Regions from separate parts of the Ovis aries genome. Here region 1 is linked to region 2. A link is a contact called in public Hi-C data. All regions are on one chromosome and are shown on one strand. Each heading gives the region's core, a stretch centred on a gene start, on an enhancer-like site or on the middle of the called end of the contact. The rest is flanking DNA. Distances are from core to core; before and after follow the strand shown. Region 1 has its middle 74 kb from the start of BTG3. Region 2 has its middle 69 kb from the start of C1H21orf91.

Region 1 (4,728 bases), core at 1,237-3,736, 180 kb before region 2:
AAAATTGGGTTCTAAAATAAGTACTTTTCAGCTGGAGTTGACCTAGAAATTCACTTTTAATGTTTGATGAAGCTGTGGACAAAAAAAAAATACCTTCAGTAGTTGGAGCATCTGTTCTATCCAGTGATGCTGTACCTCAATCATTGTTCACTTTTCTTCTAAGATGGACAGATCCGTGATGTGGGAATTGTCTGACCTGCGTCAGAAACTTCCAGATCAATGTCTAAGAATCATCTGACCACTGAAAAAACAAACAGTAAGTACTTCCTCGGGCTTCTCAGGTGGTGTTAGTGGTAAAGAAACCACCTGCCAAGCAGGAGACGCAGGAGAGGTGGGTTTGATCCCTGGGTTGGGAAGATCCCCTGGAGGAGGAAATGGCAACCCACTCCAGTATTCTTGCCTAGGAAATCCAATGGACAGAGGAGCCTGGCAGGCTATGCCGTCGCAGAGTCAGACCTGACTGAGCGGGCACGCGCGCGCGCGCACACACACACACACACACACACACACACACAAGTACTTCCTCGTATTGCTCTTCAAACTTTTTAATCATCATCAGGTCTCTCTCAGCTCTTCAATAAAAAGGGTGTCCAGGGATTCATAGCCATGTAACACATAAATATTCCACTATTTACATTTCTAGGTACTGGCCCTAAAAGGCAGTCTTCTTGTGTTAGAGCAGTAAGAAGTTAGTTGAAATCCAGGCTTCAGAAACAAGAGCCCAACACTTTTAAGGCTAGCTTTTCCATTGCCACACAGAAAGCAAAAGCAAATATGAACAAACAAATAATTTAAGAAAACAGATTAAGAACACACTTGAAAAGTGGGAGTGGCAAAAGGGGAGGGGGGAATATTAAGAAATCACAGTGTTAGGGTATGTTTGGAAACCTCATAGCAGTGCTGGCTGTAACACATGTTAGCCTCTTCTGCCGCCAGCCTGAGCTAGGCGCCTTAGCGTTCCTTCTTGTATTCAGTCCTCATGACAGCTATATGAAAGTGCCATTATTAGTCTCTCCATTTTACAGGTAAGAAATTAAGGCTGAGAATATTACAGGAGTTTGCTCAAGGGATCCCAGTTAAACTAGTAAGTGATGAGCTTGTATATTAAAAACCAAAAGAATCCCAAGCAGTCCAGGGGAGACATACGGGGAGCTGGTCCCACCAGTACTTCCCCGGTAGCTCAGCTGGTAAAGAATCCGCCTGCAGTGCAGGAGACTACGGTTCAGTTCCTAGATCGGGAAGATCCCCTGGAGAAGGGAATGGTTACCCACTCCACTATTCTTGTCTGGAGAATTCCATGGACAGAGGAGCTTTGTGGACTGCAGTCCATTGGGTCGCAAAGAATCAGACAGGACTGAATGACTAACAAACCCACACAACAAACTGCTTGCTAAGTTAGTAGTAGAAAAGAACAGTAACTGCAATGTGCCACAAGAGGGCGTACTGGTACTTTCAAATGTCAATAACTTGGCAGGCAAAGTGAGCGTAATTAAAGACAAGGTGCAGATTTCAGGTACAAGTCAGTTGCATGTTGACAATCATTAAATATCAAATCTGGAAGATTTTCTTTAGTGACTTTTGTGATATTTGAAAAAAGTAATGAGATTTTTAAAGGCCTGTTGTTATTTTCATAGAAAGCAATGAGACTTTTTTCCTAAGATTTACTTTCCTGGCTTGATATTTTATTAGATATATACTTCATACCATCACCAATTATCAAGATGGCTTAGGGAAAATTAAAAGAAAATATTGATTCCTTTTGTTATCAGCAATACACATTACAAATTGGTGAAACTGGGGTTCATTTTAGCAGATGGGGGAAAGTTTAAGAGGAGAGAATTATGACAAGTGAACAGAGATTCAAATAATCTTCTCCACAGTACTTCCCTTTACATATATAAATAGGTGACTCATCATATATTAAAAAATGGCTTTTATTGAAGAGACTATCAATCATTTTTACACCCTAATGTTGCCTCATGAATAATCTGAAAATGTGATTAAAAAAAAAAAAAGAATACATATATTATTGAAGGCAGGAGGAGAAGAGGGTGGCAGAGGATGAGGTGGTTGGGTGGCATCACTGACTCAATGAACATGAGTTTGAGCAAGCTCCAGGAGATAGTGAAGGACAGGGAAGCCTGGTGTGCGGTAGTCCATGGGGTTGCAAAGAGTCAGACATGACTGAGCAACTGAACAACAAATATTATGCTGTAAAAAAAGGATTAAAAATAAGGAAAAATAGGCAAAGGACAAAATCCTCACATCATATGTGTTTTTGAGTGATCCCAGAAGTATATGTGGTATTTCTCTGATGCAGGAAAATTTACAGTGTTTTCACTGAAAACAAGAAACGTCCCTCTTGTCCATGGATCAGCAAACTTTTTCTGTAGAGGGCCAGAAACTAAATGCTCCTGGCTGTGCAGGGCATGTGGTCTCTGCTACCCAGTTTTGCCACTGTAGCATGAAAGCAGCCACACACAAGCAGATGAATGGGCCTGGTTGTGTTCCAGTGATATGCTGTTTACAAAAACAAGTGCCAGGCTAGAGTTGGCCCCTAGATCACAGTTTTCTAAATCCTCCTTCAGTCTAGCTGTGGACTCTTTCACAGAAAAGGGTGAATAAGAAGAGAAATAAGCTTTGGAGACCTGGACCTAGGGGCACAAAGAACCTCAGCTGGAAGGCATAAGGATATAAAAAGCCTCTCCTCGAGTCTCAAGAGGGGCTCATCAGGGTCTTTAGCAGGAATTTGAAATTAAAATGGTCTTAGGAAAAAGTGCACTGTAGAAAATTGTCTAAACAGATGCATAGCTCGTGTCTGACACAAAGGAAGCCCTGAAGGTACAGTAAATCAGAAGTGTCTTGAGAGGTGGGGAGCTGGTCCTGAGCACCGGTAGCCCTGCATTCTGAGCCACTCAGAGGTAAGGAAAATCTTGAACCCTGCAGGAAACGACTGAGTGTTGCAGCAGGCCAATTGTAGGTTATACATTCGTCCCAAGGATGCACCCTCATTCTTTGAATATAAGGAAGCATGTAATAGAGCTCAAGGACATCTTCCAATGGAGCACTAGAATTATAAATACTTTGAAAATATATTTCACAGTTCAAAGAAACATCAGATACATTCCCTATGAGTGATGGATGTATTAGTCTTTGATTTGGGAGATGAGTTAAGATTTGCACAAAAGCAATTAACTGCTGGAAAAAAAGTCTTAGAAAAATATATACTGCGCTGGTTCCCAAGTCTGGCTGCAAAAGAATGTCAAGGTAAAACTTTAAGAGCACAGTTTCCCAGGTCTCATTCCAGATCTATTGAATTAGAGCCTGTTTATGGTCTAGGCATTTTGACAATGCTGCCCAGGTGGGTCTTCTGAATGGTTGGGCTAGCATCACTCCAGGGACCGGCATTTGGGAATCACAGGGACAAAGGACAAACCCTGGGTAGTAAGTTTGGCCATGCTGGGTTCAAATTCAGGCTCTGGGGACTTCCCTGGTGGTAAAGAATCCACACTGCCAATGCAGGAGACATCAGTTTGATTCCTGATCCGGGAAGATCTCACGTGCCATGGAGCAGCTAAGCGCGTGTGCCACAGCTATTGAGCCTGTGGTCTTGAGCCTGGGAACCACAACTACTGAAGCTCACATGCCTGCAACAAGAGAAGCGATTGCAATGAGAGGCCTGTGCACTGCAACGAAGAGCAGCTGCTGCTTGCCACAACTAGAGAAAGTCCGCGCACAGCAGTGAGGACCCAGCACAGTCAAAAACTAAACTAAGTATATAAATAAGTAAACCTTTAAAAAAAATAAAGAATTCACCTTCCAATGCATGGTTGATGCCTGCTCGGGGAACTAAGATTCCCATGTGCTGTCCTGGGGCAACTAAGCCCATGCCACAAGCAGAGGAGCCTGGGCGCCACAACAAAGACCCAGCACAGCCAAAAACAACAACAACAACAGATTCAGGCCCTGCCCGTTATTAGTCATTTGACCTTGAGCGAGTGATGGAACATTTCCAAGCTTCAGTTACAAGACCTGTAACGTGGAGCCAAAGTTTGCCCCTGCTGGAAGGACTGATGCGGCTCTTGTCAGGAATGTCATGATGTGAGCTTCCCTGGTGGCTCAGATGGTAACGCACCTGCCCGCAATGCAGGAGACCCAGGTTCGATCCCGGGGTTGGGAAGATCCCCTGGAGAAGGAAATGACAACCCACTCCAGTATTCTTGCCTGGAAAATCCCCATGGACAGAGGACAGTCCATGGGATCCCAAAGAGTGGGACACGACTGAGCGACTTTGCTTTCTTTCTTGTCAGGATGTGGCTGTTGGCTCTTTTCCATGTCCTCTCCCCATTCTTCAAGGGGACAAAGTAACTGGATTTGTTCCACTCACCCGCAAACAGAAGCTTACTGAAAGCGAAAGCATTTTGAAGAAGATACCTAAGGTTTAGTCTTGCTCCACAGGATCTCCTCTTCTTGAATTTCCTGAGAACTCTCAGTTCAGGTCACGCCATCTCTACTTTTAAGCTTCAGCTGGGAAGAAGCCAAAGAAGGGAGCTGTCAAGTCCTGAGACACCCGGTCAAGTCCTAACCTGTGCTGATTTTCTTTGCAACTTGACTTAAGGCAATTCCAAACTTGGCGTTCAGTCCCAAATTCCTGCTATGGTAAAGCTTTGTCCTTACATGCAGGTGTAGGGGTTTTTTGCTTCTTTGTCTGGAGTCCAGGCTCAGCGA
Region 2 (5,072 bases), core at 1,073-3,572:
GCTTTATGATACTGACAGTTCTAAAGAACACACTCTTCCCTTTTTAGTGGAATGTTTCCCATTTTGGGTTTGTCTCTTATTTCTTCATCACTGGAGTCAGCTTATCCATTCTTTTTGTGAATCTTTTTATTGAAGTACAATAAGCAAAGCATTTTAAACTGAAACTTGCATAGCACCGTGAACAAGAGAGAGTGAAGCATGATATAGTTATTTAGTTGCTGGGTTACAAGGTGGATGCAATTTCTAAAAACAACATGTAGTTTCTTACAACATGCCAAAAATACCAACTCTTTTGGGGAGGGAAAATTGTGTGTAAAATTAGAACATTGGTGGTTGTTGATGATAAATTGCAGCTTCCCTTTTAGCATAGCAGACTCTCCAGCTGCTCAGTGCTTTCAGAATGCCACAGACTTTCTTCTGTCTGGGGAAACATATGTGACAATCTGGCAGAGGCCCATTAATGTCTAAGTAGGTGTATTAACCTACTGCATTTTAGAAGATGATATCTGAGAGGAGAAATCCATGACTCAAAGCATGATTTTCCGAGGATGGCATTTTAGAACATGGCACTTGGATAGGGGAAATGTTTTGGAGCAATATAATGGTTAGTTTTATTGGTCAACTTTGCTAGTCTATTCTAACCAGTTACTTAATTAAACTCAAAACTAAGTGTTGTTGTGAAGGCATTTTGTAGATGTGGTGAATAGCTTCTTTTATGTAAAAGACATTAGGTCTGATAATATAGGTGGGCCTCACCCAGTCAGTTGAAGGGCTTAAGAGCAAAACCTGAGGTTTCCTAGAGTAGAAATTCTGCCTGGAGACTGCAGCATCAACTCCTGCCTGAATTGCCAGCCTGCCCTACAGGTTTCAGACTTCCAGCCTCCATAATTGCATGAGCCAGTTCATTTTAAAAAATCTCTTTACACACATATGTGACTTCTGTTGTTTCTGTTTCTTTGGAGAGCTCTGACTAATACAGACTGGCAATCATTTTTGTATTCCTCAAGTTAAGGCTATGGTTTTTCCAGTGGTCATGTATGGATGTGAGAGTTGGACTATAAAGAAAGCTGAGTGCCAAAGAATTGATGCTTTTGAGCTGTGGTGTTGGAGAAGACTCTTGAGAGTCCCTTGGACTGCAAGGAGAGTCCATCCTAAAGGAGAACAGTCCTTGGTGTTCATTGGAAGGACTGATGTTGAAGCTGAAACTCCAATACTTTGGCCACTTGATACAAAGAGCTGACTCATTGGAAAAGACCCTGATGCTGGGAAAAATTGAGAGCAGGAGGAGAAGGGGACAACAGAGGATGAGATGGTTGGATGGCATCACCGACTCAATGGACATGAGTTTGGGTGAACTCCGGGAGTTGGTGATGGACAGGGAGGCCTGGGGTGCTGCAGTTCATGGGGTTGCAAAGAGTCGGACATGACTGAGCGACTGAACTGAACTGGTGCCTCAGAAGTGGTGATTGCTAACAGTGTTTTCAATGTGAGAAGTGTGCAAAAAACGAAATGTTGAATGGATCCGTGAGTAACCAGCTTGAGAGTTGACTACTAAGAAAGTTAATACTGTAGTCCCACCTTATCCATGGGATATCCAAGAGCTTCAGTGGATGCCTGAAACTGTTTTTTCCTCTTCTAACAGGCCGGTAGGGCTTCTCCATGGCTCAGTGGTAAAGAATCTGCCTGCCATTGCAGGAGACACAGAAATGCAGGTTCACTCCCTGCGTTGGGAAGATCTCCTGGAGGACGAAATGACAACCTGCTCCACTATTCTTGCCTGGAGAATTCCACAGCCTGGTGGGCTATAGTCCATGGGACTGCAGAAGAGTTGGACACGAGGGAGTGACTAAACAACAAACAGCAATGGTCAGGTAGTATATACAGTGTGGATACCTGGACAAAGCGATGACTCACATCCTGTGTGGGATGGTGAGAGATTTCATTGTGCTGCTCAGAATGACTGCCATTTAATACTTTTTTTTTTTTCTGTAAATTTTCCATTTAATATTTTCAGACTGCAGTTGACTGAAGGTAACTGATATCATGGAGAGCAAAAATGTGAGAATAAAGTGGACTACTGGTTTAAGGCTTTGGAGTAAAAAATAAAATTTGAGCCTTAACATATCTCTTCATAATGTTGAAATTCTCAAAACTAACTAGGAATATTTATGCATTCGTAATTTTTTTGTCTTAAGAAATAAAGTCTCCTACTTATTTATTGCCACATTAAATGATCTAGGACCTAATGGTTTTCTATTTAGCAAGGAATAATACACGTTTGCTTTCAATTTCTGCATTGAGTAAAGGTTATTCACATACAAAAATTTTTGCTGCCCTCTGGTGGATGTAGTTCTATAAATCAAAAGTATATAAATATGTGTCAGTTCAGTTCAGTTCAGTCACTCCGTCGTGTCCGACTTTTTGTGACCCCATGAATCGCAGCACGCCACGCCTCCCTGTCCATCACCAACTCCCAGAGTTTACTCAGACTCACGTCCATCGAGTCAGTGATGCCATCCAGCCATCTCATCCTCTGTCGTCCCCTTCTCCTCCTGCCCCCAATCCCTCCCAGCATCAGAGTCTTTTCCAATGAGTCAACTCTTCCCATGAGGTGGCCAGAGTACTGGAGTTTCAGCTTTAGCATCATTCCTTCCAAAGAAATCCTGGGGCTAATCTCCTTCAGAATGGATTAGTCTTCTATTTGAATATGTTTCCAAAGTTCCTTTCTAAGTTTAGAAGTCTAAATGCATCTTTCTTGTAAGGAGATCAACACCTCTGATTTGCTTATAAATCCCTGTTAGAATACACGAGGTACTTAAAATATAACACCAAAAGAGCCTAACAAAATATTGTGACAATGATTCCATGAGACAATGCCTTGGAAATTATGACTTGGGAGTTCAGGACTGACCTCCTCAGCTGTGGTCTTGATTGCTGAGGGAAGCTGTGTGGAATCTCTGGACCCCTCCCCAGAGGCAGTGGGGGAGGCTTCCATGGGTTGGCATGGTGTGTGTTGGTGGGAGAGGGGCTGGGCATGGTGAGGTACAGACATGAAAGTTTTTGGTGATGGGGCCAGGTGGGGGTGGTGCAGGAAGTGAGGCTGAGCTCAGTCTTGAGCAGGGGGAGGAGCCCAGATTGAGAGAAACAGAAGATCTGGAAATAAGGTCCATAAAAGGCTGGAGGAGCCAGGGTGACAACATCAAAGACACGGACAGATAGGAGAGAACAATGGTATGGACTGTGGTATACTGGAGCTCAATCATGACCATTCACAGGAGCCAAGTGTTACATTTTCAAGAATTTGACTGCAGCCATGAAATTAAAAGACACTTGCTCCTTGGAAGGAAAGCTATGACAAACTTAGCATACTGAAAACCAGAGATATCACTTTGCCAACAAAGTTCTGTATAGTCAAAGCTACGGTTTTTCAGTAGTCATGTATGGATGTGAGAGTTGGACCATAAAGAAGGCTGAGCACTCAAGAACTGATGCTTTTGAATTGTAGTGCTGGAGAAGACTCTTGAGGGTCCCTTGAACAGCAAGAGACCAAACCAGTCAATCCTAAAGGATATCTACCCTGAATATTCATTGGAAGGACTGATGTTGAAACTGAAGCTCCAATACTTTGGCCACCTGATGTGAAGAGCCAGTTCATTGGAAAGACCCTGATGCTGGGAACGATTGAAGGCAAAATGAGAAGTGGGTGGCAGAGGATGAGATGGTTGGATATTATACTGACTCAATGGCTATGAATTTGAGTAAACTCTGGGAGATAGTGAAGGACAGGGAAGCCTGGTGTGTTGCAATCCACGGGGTCACAAGGAGTCGGACGCAGCTTAGCAGCTGAACAACAAAAGTAATATGCTCAAAACTCATCACTCCATAATTATTTTATTACAGTTTTACTGCATTACTGATAATAGTAAAATTGCCTGTTGAAGTGTTTATGTGTTCTGTATTTATATGGTGGAAATACCAGATAATGGTGTGTTGCTAGGTATCTCTAACAGCTCTGCATTCAGTGACATCAGTAACTTGTAGTTGGTCATGGTGGGAATGTGTTTTCCAATAAAATTGAGAAATGCTAGAAAACCAAGGGTTGGTTGTTAATCTTTATCAACCATTGGGTAACAAAGGGGCTTTGGAAATGAAAAAAAGAGACTTCTTATTTTATTTTTAAAATATTTATTTTACTTATTTTTTATTTTACATTTCTAATTCCACCATGAATGCTCAATTGATGTTCTAGTTTATTTATTCATTCAGTCAACAAATTTTTCTGATCCTCTACTTGCTGGCAGTCAATTTTTTATGGGTCTCTTGTGTTCCTGCATGTCTTACAAGAGAGGGACTGACTGCCCTTTGTTCCAGAATATCCTTCCATGGATATTCATATAGGGAATGGCCTTGGAAAGTAGATATTGTGTCTCCCTTGGCGTGAAGGACAGACATTCTTACTGTCATTGTACCACTTTTTGGATTCTCTACAGTCAGGGTTTATGTCTTGTCCCTTAACCCAGCTGTGTGTGCAGCTATCATCTGACCCTTTTGCTGTCACCCTATAGGACTTGGGTTGGCTCAGGAACTGGGCCAAAAGCGCCAGTGTTCTGGCTACTGCTATTGTTATGATTAGTAAACTGTCCATTTCTGACCCAGAGTCTCATGTCTTCTATCAGCATCAATGAAATTGTGCTGAACAACTTAGTGGCTTTCAAGTAGGATAACATTTTAGATGCTTCCCTGTTGTTGACACACTGTGTCAGGCGCTGGGCTAGGTGCTGGTACAAAGCAGTGGACTAGGCAGACAAGATCCTGCCCCGTGGGCCTCAAAATATCTTATGGAATTATTAACCAAAAAAAAGCATTAACACTAAATAAGAAACATTAAACAGATGTATTGGGATAAGGATAAAGAAACAAATGGTGGTGTGATATGAGTACTGAGGCAGTCTAGGTTCCTTCTGGTGGGCAACTGAGTGAGGAGAAACGAGTTAGGATTGAGGGGTGAAGAGGGGGAGTAAGTGAAACAGTAAGGCCCTAAGAACCATAGTGAGGTAATGAAGCAGCAGCTG

The links. Hi-C and Micro-C count contacts between places; a contact is called where the count stands out from the background.
Region 1: a contact with region 2 is called in a Hi-C map of hypothalamus, with 6 times the contacts expected there. The contact joins two enhancer-like sites. A contact is called at or near these places in 15 of 16 Hi-C or Micro-C datasets (blood, hypothalamus, liver and 7 more).

The regions. Positions count from the first base shown.
Region 1 is chr1:140,160,964-140,165,691 of ARS-UI_Ramb_v3.0, reverse strand. No RefSeq gene overlaps it. Among named protein-coding and RNA genes, the nearest start is that of BTG3, 74 kb to the left of the region's middle. Within about 2 kb of position 2,486, at least 10 of the 54 cell types and tissues checked have an H3K27ac peak or open chromatin away from gene starts, as enhancers often do. A contact at or near this core is called in hypothalamus, where this site is marked.
Region 2 is chr1:139,978,906-139,983,977 of ARS-UI_Ramb_v3.0, reverse strand. No RefSeq gene overlaps it. Among named protein-coding and RNA genes, the nearest start is that of C1H21orf91, 69 kb to the left of the region's middle. Within about 2 kb of position 2,322, at least 3 of the 54 cell types and tissues checked have an H3K27ac peak or open chromatin away from gene starts, as enhancers often do. A contact at or near this core is called in hypothalamus, where this site is marked.